Regions from separate parts of the Mus musculus genome. Here region 2 is linked to region 1. The links are chromatin contacts, called in public Hi-C maps. All regions are on one chromosome and are shown on one strand. The core of a region is the stretch at or near the end of the contact, and the rest is flanking DNA. Distances in the headings are between cores, read along the strand shown. Region 1 overlaps Gm45968 (a long non-coding RNA gene). Region 2 has its middle 37 kb from the start of Gm23003.

The links. Hi-C and Micro-C count contacts between places; a contact is called where the count stands out from the background.
Region 2: a contact with region 1 is called in a Hi-C map of the C2C12 cell line, with 4 times the contacts expected there. The contact joins two enhancer-like sites. A contact is called at or near these places in 4 of 484 Hi-C or Micro-C datasets (the C2C12 cell line, cortical neurons, embryonic fibroblasts and 1 more).

The regions. Positions count from the first base shown.
Region 1 is chr16:55,501,732-55,508,706 of GRCm38.p6, reverse strand. All of the region lies in intron 1 of Gm45968 (a long non-coding RNA gene), which reads left to right. Among named protein-coding and RNA genes, the nearest start is that of Mir5118, 10 kb to the right of the region's middle. Within about 2 kb of position 3,741, at least 55 of the 459 cell types and tissues checked have an H3K27ac peak or open chromatin away from gene starts, as enhancers often do. A contact at or near this core is called in the C2C12 cell line and embryonic fibroblasts, where this site is marked.
Region 2 is chr16:55,628,521-55,635,230 of GRCm38.p6, reverse strand. No RefSeq gene overlaps it. Among named protein-coding and RNA genes, the nearest start is that of Gm23003, 37 kb to the right of the region's middle. Within about 2 kb of position 2,815, at least 51 of the 459 cell types and tissues checked have an H3K27ac peak or open chromatin away from gene starts, as enhancers often do. A contact at or near this core is called in the C2C12 cell line and embryonic fibroblasts, where this site is marked.

The DNA of each region.
Region 1 (6,975 bases), core at 2,492-4,991:
GCATAATAAAATATAAAGGCACCGTGTGTGTCTTTTATTTGTGAATCCAGAGCTCACCACACCCAGCCGGGAGCACAGAGTGATTTAATAGTTTACTGGTACAGTATGCATCCAATCCAGAAAGCCAAAAATAAATAAAGCAAATATTAATTGGAATAAAAGAGGCAGGCTGTAATACAGTGGTAGGGGACTTTTATTGAAAGTGAATGTCTTTCAAATAATATATTCTGATCATGGCTCCTTTTCCCAACTCCTCCCAGATCCTTCCACCTCCCCAGTCAACCAATATCACATCTTCTTTCTCTCTCTCTTTAGGAAAAAAACAGACAATCAAACCAATCAAAGTGAAAAGCAAACAAAAGCAAAGAAAAAACACAACACACACACAGCATAAAAACACAAAATTAGAAACCATAATATGGAAGCAAAAGAACAGTACACTCACACACACACACACACACACACACACACACAAAATGCCCAAACAGGCTATAGGAGACAAAAGGTGTCCAGGGATTATGGCACCCTACTTTCAGAATAGATGGATCTTCCAGATAGAAAATAAAAAAAAAAAAAGAAACACAGGTATTAAATGGTTATTCTAGACCTGAAAAAAACTAATATACATCTATAGAAAATTCCATTCAACAGCTGAAAAATTAAAGTAGAGAAAAAATTTCCAAATTTGCTCTATAAGCCCAATTGTGGTATCCTGATATAAAAACAAAACAAAACAAAATAAAACAACAAAACAAAACAAAAAAGGGACACAATTGAATGCAAATGAGGGTATGACTGCTCCAAACTGTGGTTGAAGAGAAGGCTTTTATTGTAGGAGCAAGAGAATAACCAGAGGCATCTGGAAGGGTGCAGACTGAACTTGGCCATGAGAGGTGTGCTCCTGTGAAGGAGGGGGACTTGTGAGGGAGGAAGAAGAGAGAGAGGGAGAGGGGGAGAGGGAGGGGGAAAGAGGAAGAGGAGTAGGAAGGCAGGGAGGATATGGGGGAAGTTGGGGGAGGGGAAACTGTGATCAGAATATATTTTATGAAAAATTATTTTCAAATAAAAAAGATGTGTACATTTAGTACTTTTATTTTAAAATAGCAATGGGAGGGGGTGCTAGACATGGCAATCAAACAACAGAAAAAGAAAGTTCACTCAAATTCAAAACAAGGATGTTACTTTTCTTTGTATGTACATTGGATAATTAAAAAAAAAACCCAAATACTGCTAAAATTATTTGAACTAATATTTTCATTCTGAAAAATTGCAAGATATAAAATCAACACATAAAATGTCAGTAGTATCATTGAATGGCAGACAGGAATCAAGGAAGCAACCATATTTACAGTAGCTACAACAATTACGTGAGAATGAATTCAAGCAAAGATATAGTAAAACATTACAAAACATTAATGCAAGATACAAAGCAAAGATAACCCATGGCTGTGGATCGGAAAAATCTGTGTTGTCAAAGTAGCCACACTGAGTTGTTTTTTAAAAAGACAAATTGTGAATTCATGAAATCGGGAGGTTGAAGTTTGATGCTTAGGGAGAAACTGGGGTGGGGGGGAGGAAGTAGGGGTTAAATTTGAGCAAAATTCATTATGTGTATGTATGGGATTCCCAATAAAAATGCAGAAAGAAGTTTACACTACTCAAAGCAAGTTTCCGATTCTACATAACTCCTATCAAAATATCAAGGGAATTCTCTGCAAAACTACAAACAAAAATATTGATAAGACAACCCCCTCCTTGAATATTCAATATTGATCAATAAGAACAAAACAAACTATCTTGAATCAAAATGTAATAAGCTGGAGTGAACAAACCAGCATAAAAACAGACAGACATACAGACATGCAGACTGCTGGCAACCTGGTGGTAAACTCATCCACAACCAACTGGATTTTGACAAAAGTAGTAAAGATATAGATTGGAAATAGACAATCTATTCAAAAAACAGTGAGAGATGGAAATCAACCCAAAACCAAGTGAAACTAGACAGCTATCTCACTTTTGGCAGTTACAGAAACCGATTTGAAGTGGGTGAAAAGCAGAAAAACAAGGCCAGAAACTATAACTGACAAGAAGAAAACGTAGAAGGAACACTTCAGAACATTGGCCAAGGATTTGCTTTTCAGTTGTTAAGACCCAGAAACTGAGCTGGAGCTAAGGCTCAGTAGGTAAAGAAGGCACAATGATCTATACTGAACAGCCTGATATGGTGGTACACTTGTGTAATCCTACCACAAGAGGCTTAGCCAGGCTAGCCTAAAGCCAAGGTCTGGAACCCACTGAGAGACCCTACTCAGAAAAGTAAAGTGGAAAGGGATTGAGGAAGACAGCCCCCTCTCTGTCTCTCTGTCCCTCCATCTCTCCATCTCTCTCTCTCCTCACTCCCCTCCCCCAAAATCTCCAAGCTAAAAGGAACTCAAGCAAATATAGACAAATGGGAAGACATTAAGTCCTCACACAGAAAAGGAAGCGAGTACCACAGGACTGTATTCATATTTGAAATCCAAAAACGTTGACTATATAGCAGTCCTTGAATATGCTTAATTTGCATGTGTTAATGGAGGTGGCCATTAGCTCTCACAATCATTGTCTTGTTGACAATTTTTTTTTGTTGTTGTTGGGCCAGGCTATGACACATCCATACTGAAACTCAAAGTGCTGTAGGCTGAGAAATAACTGGATCTATCGTAGTACACTGAGGGAAAAAAACCAAAAACCAAAAACCAAAAAACAAAAAACAAAAACAGAACCCCAAGGTCTTGTATGAGTCATTTTTAGTGAAAGCAAAAATAATAAGACATTGAAAAAAAATCTCTACTTTGGTGATGAAAGCATTGTTGGCATTTCTTCTAGGCTCTGTTCAACAGTTACCTGGCAACACCAGGTAGGCCTGGCTTGCTATAAACAGGGCTGTTTGTCTTCTCCTCCCCTCTCTCTGCCCCTTTTATCTCTCTGACTCTCTGACCATCTTCACTCTCCCTAACCCCTTTCTCCCCCTCTAACCTTCCCCCTATCCCCTTCATGTTCCACCAGCCTCTTCTCTCTTTGTCTCTCTCTGTCCCCTTCTCTTTCTCTGCCTCTACTCCCTTCTCAACTCCCCTTCCCATGTTCCCAAATAAAATCTGTCTATACTAGACCCACCATATGGCTGGTATCTCGAGTGGGAGGGGAATGTCTCAGCACGGGCCTTCTGAGGTACCTGCTCCCACCACGCCAATCCGAGGTCTACAAAACATATTCTTGGCTTTTTTTTTTTAAATAAAACACACCACACACAACATTTTTATTTTTAAAATACCATTGTTTGATTTATTTGTGAACAATAGAAACCCTAATTTTCAGCCCCATGCTGCATCTGATTTCTAGGCCTTGCCTCCAGTTCCTTCCTGAATATTCTAAATGGCTGAGCTATGCTTCCTGTGCCTGATTTTTGGTGCTTTCCAAAGATGTGTGATTACTTCAGGTTGTTGTAGTAACACACTCCACCCAGCCAAGTCAACCTTCTCTGGCATCTTCTCATACTAATGAGAACAAACAGGGAGAAGGTCTCCCGCTCTTACAGACACACATCCCCACTGAAGAAGGCTAGGCAGAAGCAGGGCCCTTGGGAGGTCAGAGATGAAGCTGTAAATGTTTCTATGTCTTGGTGCTTAGGGATCTGGAGGCACAACAAACTGCAGTCTTCTAAGGTTACCATAGGAAATGCGTTCCCACAGACTCACTTCCCACTTTCCCAGGGTGAGTCACGCCCTGGTTTCGTTTACTCAAGCAGATAACAACTTAAGTCAATGAAACATGGGCTTTTAAAAAAAATCACTGATAACGTCATATTATGTATTTAAAATTTAGTTATCCATTTAAGCTCACCCCTGAGAGAAGAAGTTAGTCGTGAGTTTCAGGAAAAAAAAAAGTTACTGTTCACACACACACACACACACACACACACACACACACACACACACCACAATCACATTCATACTCAAAACAATGCCTTAATATCAGGTGGGATTCTAGAATTCAGTAGAAAACAAAACTTGGGGGAAATTAAACTACATTCCTACATTCCAAGAACCTAAGGAGGAGATTGGATTCTTAGGAAAATAAAAGTCAGCCAGGGTTCTTACCCAAACCAGGGAGTAGATGCCGGACATACTTAACAGCCAGAGTTCTCCAGTTTCCTTGCCCTGCCCTCCCCTTTTCTTCTCCCCTTTGCGTTCATCTCTATTCTTCATCTCTGTCACATTCTCTAGCCTCTCCCCCTTAACATGTGTATATGCTCTGGCATCTTCTCCTACTAACAGGGAGAAGGCCTCCCGCTCTTACAGATCTTGTCTGCCAGCAACTTCCCTACTATTTGACCCAAGAAGCTCCAGTCTCCAGGGTCACACTCCCTCCTGCTAGTATCTGTGAATTCCCTTTCTTTATCGATAAGGTTTTGTTCTGGAACTCAGGCTGGCCTCCAATTGGTGATCCTCCTGCCTAGTGGTGTGATTCCAGGTAGGCGCCTTCAGTCCTTGCTCCTCCCCTTTTATCTTCCACGATTCTTAGATGATTCTTTATACATCAAAGTATAACCTTATTCCTTCCCAATTCCTGAAATGCTCCTATGGGCCTTCTAGAAGTCAGGAGCATAGAAAATAGCTCTCCATAGCATCAGCTTCTTGAATTCCTATGCAAATCACCTGCAGACTCCTCTCCTGGTCCCTTCCCTACATTTCTCTTCCAGTACAGGTGGCAGAGCTCCACTGTGGCCTGGGTGCCAAAGAGGCCGAATGGAGAGAAATCACTGGTGTGACCAAAGTGTGTCAGAAGAGGCAAAGCTGGGCTTCTCCACTCTGCCTTCCAGTTGTGGCCAACAGCAGTGGCTGTGTGTTTTCTTTAGTTCTACCACCGTCTAGTTTTACTTTATCTATCTATCTATCTATCTATCTATCTATCTATCTATCTATCTATCTATCTATCTATCTATCTATTTATTTAAATTTTGGCCTCAACTTGGATCTAGTTTCTTCCAGATAGCTCATGTCCTACATTCTAATATTATTACCTCCCAGTGCAAACTTCCTAGCCAAATCAGGGACTGTGTCCTTTGATTCCTAAGGTCTTTGTTTCTTTACTAGTTCCTTTCAAAGTTATTTTATTTTATGTCTTCCTGTTTTCCTGATTGTAAGAAGGTTCACCACATGTGTGCAGTACCCACAGAGGCCAGAAGAGGGTGATAGATCCCCTGGAACTGTAGTTACAGATGGTTGAATGCTGCCACATGGGTGCAGAAAACAGAACCCAGGTTCTGTGTGAAAGCAGCCTGTACTCATTTTTTTTAAAAGACATTTCTTTCTTTTTTTTTTTATTAGATATTTTCATTATTTCCATATCAAATGTTATCCCCTTTCCTAGTTTCCTTTCTGAAAATCCCCTATCCCCTCCCCCACTCCCCCTGCTCCCCAACCCACCCACTCCCATTCCTGGCCCTGGCCCTGGCATTCCTCTATACTGGCAGCCAGTACTCTTAACCACTGAGTTCTTTAGCACCTATAGCTCCCTCTTTAAGTAAAACGAGCTACCTTCCAGGTTCACATCTCTTGAGCTGACCTTGAATGCTTGTTACTTTTTTTTAAGGTGCACAGTAACAAAGTTTATTTAAGACCGATTTGAAGACTTGGAAAAGAGGACACGTTAGTTTTAACTTCCTGTCCTGACCCAAACCAATGTCTGCCCTGAGGATTCTATCCCCTCCAGGGCTCTGTCCATCGGCCAAGGTTCATTTAGCTGTCAAAGCACTGGTACCCATGGGTCTAGAGGCAGTTTAGGGGGTCCCATTGCTCTCCCACACTCCCTCACTCCCTCAAACCATAAGTATCACACAGACTGTATTCTCCACTTCCCATCACTACTGCCCTTTGAATTATTAGTTCATGAGTGAATTTTAGTTGCCAGCTCCTCATTAGTTTCCCTTTTACTATTCTTTTCTTATTTTTGCTAATTTCAACATACATGTAAGTAAGGTCTCTAACTGCCCACTTTCTGTTCTGAATTTTCTCTCCGCTTTCTAACTGCCCTTTAATCCACCATCATCATTACTTGTCTTGGTAACGTACAAGGCCCTTTATTTCTAATAACTACAATTCAGTGTCTCAACTTTTGTGTCCTATCTTCTGATCACTAATCATAAGGTCTTATTTCTGGTCTTCTCTTTTTAGTATCTGAATTTCATCTATGCCCTATTTTAGCACAATCTGTTTATGATTTGTTTTCTGTCTGTTGGGACTGATTTTGTTTGTTTCTTTGATTACTTATTTTTTTAAGTCATGATGTCCTTCTTTCTGTCAATTATTGCTCACTTCTGTGCATACGTCCTCAAATACCTCAAGCCCCTATCTTGCTTTATTGTATTCAATGGCTTAGACTTCTACCCTGACGGAATTATTTTCTCTTTGCCCTGGGCCCTAAATCTGAGCATCTATGCACATCCAGGCAAAAGCACAACATGAATCAGGAACGTGATTTTCAAAAGACCCTTCACGCTGACTGAGAATCACCCATTCTCTACCTGCCATCACAGATGGTAGTTTGCTTCTTCTCTCATCTCTTTGTGCTTTGGTGGCAGTCATAGAGGTTTGTCACTGAGCTCTTCTGCTGAGGATCCGTCAGAAGCAGGAAGTAGCCAGATAGCTTGTAGGTACTGCACACTTCGGGTTCAGAGGTTTATATCATGGCGGTTCTTCACCGACACTGCCCAGGCCAATGACTGGAGAGTCTAATAGAGCTGTACCCTCATGTCAGATGCAAAACATCTGTAAAGTAAATCTTAGTGTAGAAGCTTTCCATTAGTCTCAGACTTCCAGACTCTCCCTGGAGTGGAAGGCTCTGCACATCCCCCTCTCTTCTTTCACAGGCACAGACTCCACATTCTCTTGCTTTCCTTCTATTATTTCTACATTTTTATTTATTTATACT
Region 2 (6,710 bases), core at 1,566-4,065, 130 kb before region 1:
AAACCTGATATTGCTTAGATGCTATTGGTTCAGTTTTTTTTTTTACAAGATATTATAATGTTATTTGTGTGAGATTTTTTAGAGATTCATCATTTCCCTTTGACATCTGCCTACTCCATTTCTGGAGGGAAGGAAGACAAAATACCTCTCAGAGATAGGAGTCAGTCTTAGCCAACTATTTGGGCTTTGGGCCTCCGACTTCTCAGACTCAAGTGTGTAGTGTAGAGAAATTTTATCCAGCAACATGCCTGCTTTGGCAAAGGAACACATCCAAAGACCTAGGACTGTGTGATCTGACTGGAATGACACACATTTAATCCCTTTGGCTGGAATACAGACAGGACCTTAGTGCACACCTTTAATCCCACACACTGCAGGCAAAGTTAATTTGTAGGAGGAAGCAGCCATGTTTGGAAGTGACTTTTAATTGAGTAACAAAGTGATGAATAAGAGAAAAAAATTTGATGGAATGAATCAGAGAAAGGATTCATCCCTCTTAAGAACAGTCCAGGAAAGAGAGGTCTCTTAAGAGAGAAGCTCAGAGATAAATGGGGGATGGTAGAGGGGAAAAGGAGAGGGGAACAGGGAGGGGAAGGGGAGAGAGAGAGAGAGAGAGAGAGAGAGAGAGAGAGAGAGAGAGAGAGAGAGAGAGAGAGATTGATTTTGGGGGGGGCAGGTTTACAAAGACAGGTTATACATGAAGATAGAAGGGGCCAGAGAATGAGGAAGATCCAGAAGGTTAGAATCCAGAAAATTCGAACAGATTGCCAGAATTAGTTTGAAGCCAAGCAGAGCAATTCAGTCAAAAGCTAAGAGAAGTCCATTTGAATCAGTCAGTTTGGAGAGGAGTTTTGAGCCAAAACAGCTGAGTTGATAGCTAGTAGCTTTCAAATTCGTATGAGAATAATTTTCAGTAAAATATACATATCTTATTGATATGGTACTTAGTAAACTCAGAATAAAGATGTCATGAAATACTATTTTATTTATCTCTTTTTGAAAATATATAAATGCATTTTGATTATATCCACTTATAACCTTCTCCAACTTCTTTTTGGCTTCTTTCCATGCTCTCTTCCCACTTCATATTTTCTTTTTCTTCTTTTTCTTTTTCTTTATAATTCACTGAGCCAAATTCATACTGCTTACAGGCATATGAGTGTAGGACACCCTCGAGAACAGGCAACATATAAAAGGTTGCACCCTTGAATAAAAGTGACCCTCCCTCTCCTGCCATTCATAAGCTGCTAATAGCTTCCAGCCTGGGAGTTATCTTGACATCCATCATGGAATGTTTACTAGTTTGGTCTTATTCAAGCAGCCATAACTGCTGTGAATTCATAACTAGTAAAGGCTTCACCATTCATTAGCACTCAGAGCCTCGGGTGTACTAGACAAACATTCCTGCCACTGAGCTACATATATTCTCAGCCATGTTTGTTTATTATTACATGTGACTCAGTAATTTGGTTCTATAAACTATTAATAGATATTCACCTGCCATTTGAAAATACTGATCTGTTTTATCACATTTGTTCTGTTCTAATTATCAATATAATCCTGAGGATTAAACTGTAATTACTCTAATTATATATCCCTCCTTCTTCACAGAAGAGAAGTTTGTATTTGTTAATCTCTTCTTTCCTTGCAGTGATTTCACAGATATTCACTCTCATGAAGAAACTAGGTTCAGTTGTTCGCTGTTCTCCCTGCGCTGACAGGCAATCAAAAACCCTCTGGTCTGAATACGTCTGTAGGATGTAAATAAGAAAAAAAAAATCACAGTCTTTTAATTGTTTTCAGTTCCTGGAAGAGGATTTCGGTTTGGTTAGGACTATTTGTGGTAATCCTTTGGATTCAAAATTAGTATTTCATTAACCAAATTTGTTCGTTTAAAAACTTGTATTTTTCTTCCACCTTTACTACACACCCATTAACAATTATGCAGGAATGCATCTGCCCTAGGGAAAACTGTATCTTTATTCTGATGAAAACTCACTAAGAGTCAAAGAAAATTCCAATTGTTCTTAGCAATACTGTAGCACAGCATTCAAGGGATGTAGTACCAAGGTGTGAAACAGTGTTACTCATTTTAGCCTTGAGAGCATTGTAATAGAATTCTAAAATACAATAGTTGAAAGTAATTTTTCTGTCTATTGATAAAGATATACTTGTAAAGAATAAATAGCTATTGTATAAATATTAAGTGATTATCATTTGTGAAGGACGATATCTTTAAAAGTATTTTTTCCCTAGATAAAAATCCCTGATCCACCAGGGTTTCTCTCTTCATGGTGTTTGAAGACATCATTAGGGCTTTTATGTTCCCCTTGGCACTCTTGCACACATAACTTTACAGGAAGTAACTATTGAAGGGAATGTTTCATGTGCCATCAAACTTATTTCTGTTAAAGATGTTGATAGGAAATGAATTTGAACTTTCCTTTCCTTAGATGCATATAGTATTAAAATTTTTGGTTTGCATGGACCTAAGGCAGAGCCTCAATAACGGTAGCTATAAAATGCTCATCTGTATTACTAATTGTATCTTCCTTAAATTCACACACACACACACACACACACACACACACACACACACACACACACTTATGTGTATATGTATATGTACACACACTCCTGGTATGTCACAATGTGACCTTATTTGGAAGTAAGTTCCTTACAGATATGTTTATTTAAGACGAGTAATATGAGAATAAGGTGCCATGTGAAGAGACAGACACGCACAGAGGATAAGCAGTGTGAAGATGCAGGGGGAAGAGAAACAGCATCACCATGCCAAGGAATGACTAAGGCCACTGGAAGCTGGGAGAGAGGAATGTAACAGACTGTGTCTCAGAGTCCTGGGCGGGGGTTTGGGGTGGGGGAAACAACCTTGCCAACCTCTTCACCACAGATGGAACTCCAGATCTGCAGGACAATGGGTTTCTGTGGCTGAAACTGTGTACCTCTGTTATGGCACTTCAGCAAATGATATCATTGGGAAGGCCAGTGAGAAAGAAATGTACTCTGAAAACAGAGTGTCCAAGCAGAGTGTCCATAGGAGAACAGGAGGTATGGAGTGATGGCAGATAGATCTTAATGTCTTTAAACAGATTTATTTATTTATTTATTTATTTATTTATTTATTTATTTTACTAGAAAATGTCAGTTGGAGACCTTTTTGAGCCTCCAGTTTTTTTTTTTTTTTCTGGACTAAAGTCGCACTGATTTTCACACAGGAGCTCTAGTGCAGTTCTCTCCATTCTGCTGAGTGTGCTTTCTAGCTTCTGTGCACACTCTCAGCAATAACACACATTGAGTTCCTATGGTGTGTCAGACAGTGTGCTGAGAAACACGAATGGGTTCAGCTTTCTGAGGGTGCCTGGGCCAGAGGTTAAGTCATGTGACCTGGCTTCAAGAGAGTGGAAACAGGGAACTGAGGCACCTCTCAGGAGGAACACAAAAGCTGATATTAGTCAGTGGTGGAAAGCTTCCCAGAGGAACTGGCTGAGCATTGTTGAGAAAGAAGAAAGAATGGAGATGAGAAGTAGGCATGGGGTTACAAGAATAATTTATTAAAAATAAGAACATATATAGCAACGACTAGAGTTAATGTAAGTTATCCAGTCTACTAAGGAAGGGGCTTATTATCATCATTTTTCATTCAAAATTACTGAATGGTATCTACTTATGGCATGTGATGTAGTAATTTAATATGACACGCTCATAGACTATATCTTTAAATAAAGCAAAACTTCCATTTTTAAAATACTTATTAGTATTTTGTACTGGGAATATTTTAATTCCTTTCCTATTCTTCTAAATCCAATGTAACATGAAGAAAAGCATCCGTAATGCAGCTAAGAATAGGGTGGAGAGAGCCGACTAGAAAATTTTCTGTAAGGAAGGAGATGATTGTGGCTTTGATTCCTGTGGTTTAATTGTGGCAGAAGTCAAAGGGAGGAGTTGAGAAATAATTCAAGGGTAACAACAAAAGCCAGTGACTGGCTACATACAAGGAAGGGGGTAGAGAGGTGGCTTCTGGGGCTTGCTTTCAGGGTTATAGAATGGGCTGAGTGTTGGGGTCATTTACTAAGCAGGCCATGCAGGAAGTAAACCAAGACTGGAATGGCAATGCATGTGGTGACTAAAACACATGAGGGGTCCATGAGACATCAAAGGATCAGCATCTCTCAGCCTTTTCCCCGTCTCTATATTTTACCATCCATCAGCATTGTCCTCCCTGCCCCATTTACTTCAATAAAAAAAAAGTGTGCGTACTTCAGGACTATTGTTTTATCCTTGTATCACTGAGCTTAGGAGTTCTTCTTGGGATTATCCATACATTCATTTGTCTCAAACAGGATTAATTTCTCTAAATTCAACACGTGCTTAAAGCCATGGAAAAGACTGTTTTTAATGGCCACAAGAGCCCAGATCAGAACACAGCTTACACAGGCTCAAGGCCAGGTTCAGATCTTTTCTCTCATGGTAGCTCAAGTCTTCTAGGATGTCTCTGATGGTGCAGATGAGAAGATTCACAGCCACCACTGCGACTCCTCAGATGCTCTCCTGTACTCTTTTCCTTCCTGTTGAGAAAATGTTTCCTTGAGAACAACATAATGGATCTCTAAATAGGGTTTGCCTGTAGTCAGTGATAGATTGAGAGACCAGCAGAGTTCATTTGGGACAAAGGACTTAATGACAAATGGTCCTGAACCAATTGAATGCTGACATCCTCCATTTGGTAGCAGCCCTCAGTGGAAGATGTTTCCTGGTCCTTAAGTGGATGTGTAATGATAAAAGCCAGGGCCCTGTGTGACCATGGACTGAGTTCAGTCCTGACCAGCTGTGTGATTCCAGACAGGTGCTTTAATCTCATTTTCTTTTTTCATTTAATTGGCTGATGGAAGCACCCAATCTACAGAAATGGTGAAGATTCAAGAACATGTGTGTGAATTCATGTGCTGCAGTATCTAACACACAGTAAGCATTTAACAGATATTAATTTCTCTTTCCTGGATGACTGTTTTAGGATGGATTACCATGCTAGCTGGTGGTAGTGGTGGGCACAACAGAAGTGTAAATGCCCATACCTTAATATGTAGGGAGGGCCCTACATATTCCCTTTAATAAAAAAATCTCCCATTTTCCAGGACATGCTAACAGTCAGAGCATTCTCAGGTCACACAGAAGGTTTGTTGTGCTTTAATGTACCTTGACTGCAATTGATTATTTGCTCTGGGTATTGCTCATCCCAAGACAAGGCAAGTAAAAAGGTGCCAACAACCTTCGGGTGACTTTGAGACAATGATAGGCAATCCCTTCCAAGCACTGCCTACTTGTGCCTCTTGCCATTAAAGCTGAATATCATAATACCAGGATGAACAACTGAGCTAAAATCACCAAGATTGCTTCTATAGCACTTTAGAACCAGTTGTTTTTCTTCCATGATGTGATGGAAATCTGTTTTCTGTTGTTCTTTTCATTGCCATTTTCAATCCCTTTCTCCTGAGAGATTTAATTGTAGCTATAATATGGGCTCTAAGCCAGAGGAAAATTTGATTAACTATTGCAACAGTAAAGGTTTTGACTTTCTTCCTCCTATTAAACTTTTACCTTCAGGTCAGTACCTTTATGTAAAGTCTCTATTCTCAGAGGATATAGTTTTTGAAGAATTATTTTCAATATCTCATAAAAATCAAACTTTCCCTCTCAGTTCTCTTGGGATCATCTCAAAACCCTCTCAGATGTCCAAAGGTAAATATATTGCACGGTGTCATTGAGGATCCTGCTATAGTTTCACATGGAGAAGGATCTTTAGACTTTGTGAAGATGAGTAGGGAGAAGATGGAGAAAGTATCCCATGAAATGATTATGCTGTTTGAACATGAGAGGGTAGGAACCTAGGAGTGTGGGGACTTGAATATAGATAATCGTTCCTAGAAATGGATGCTAGAGGCTTCACAGAGGACCAGACAGAAGTAACCAATGTCTGTATGAAAGAAGAGACCCTTAACATTGCAAGAGAGATACTGAGGTTTCTGAAAAATCTGTGCCCTCAAATTTATTTGTGCAGTAAAAAATTAAAATGCAAGGTTTTGGAGTCCTATACTCCCTTATTCCTCATGAAGAACATGAAGACCAAGCTGCACATCTGTTACAAATGTGTAGGGGGTCTAGATCCAGGCCCTGCAAGCTCTTTGGTTGGTGGTTCAGTCTCTGTGAGCCCCCAGGGGCCCAGGTTAGTTGACTCTGTATATTTTCTTTCTCTAAGTGCTAAGCTAGCCAGACTTGCTGTGACTACTATCAGGAGCCATTTAGGAGAGGATAAGGCTAGCAGTAGCAGGTGAAATTCCTGGAGATGGCCCACATTTTGCTCTGTTTTGTTTTATTTTGATTTGTTTTCATGGTCTGCGATGGATGAGCTCTGAGAGGCAAGGACCCAAGAGACTTCATCTCAGGATTGTTTCTTGCAGCTGATATGCCTTTCCTGTCAATATTATTACATAGTCTAAGGATTTCTGGACATTAGTCCACCCTATTGGGAATATTTCCTGCAGATCAACATAAAAATGAACTTTCATGAATTAATACTGTTTAGAAGAATTAATGGTTTTTATAGAAATCCTGATTTGATTCATATAATTTTAGAAAGAAAGTTTTAAGAGATGGTTTTAGTTGTTTTGCTAGAAAGATATAATAATGTT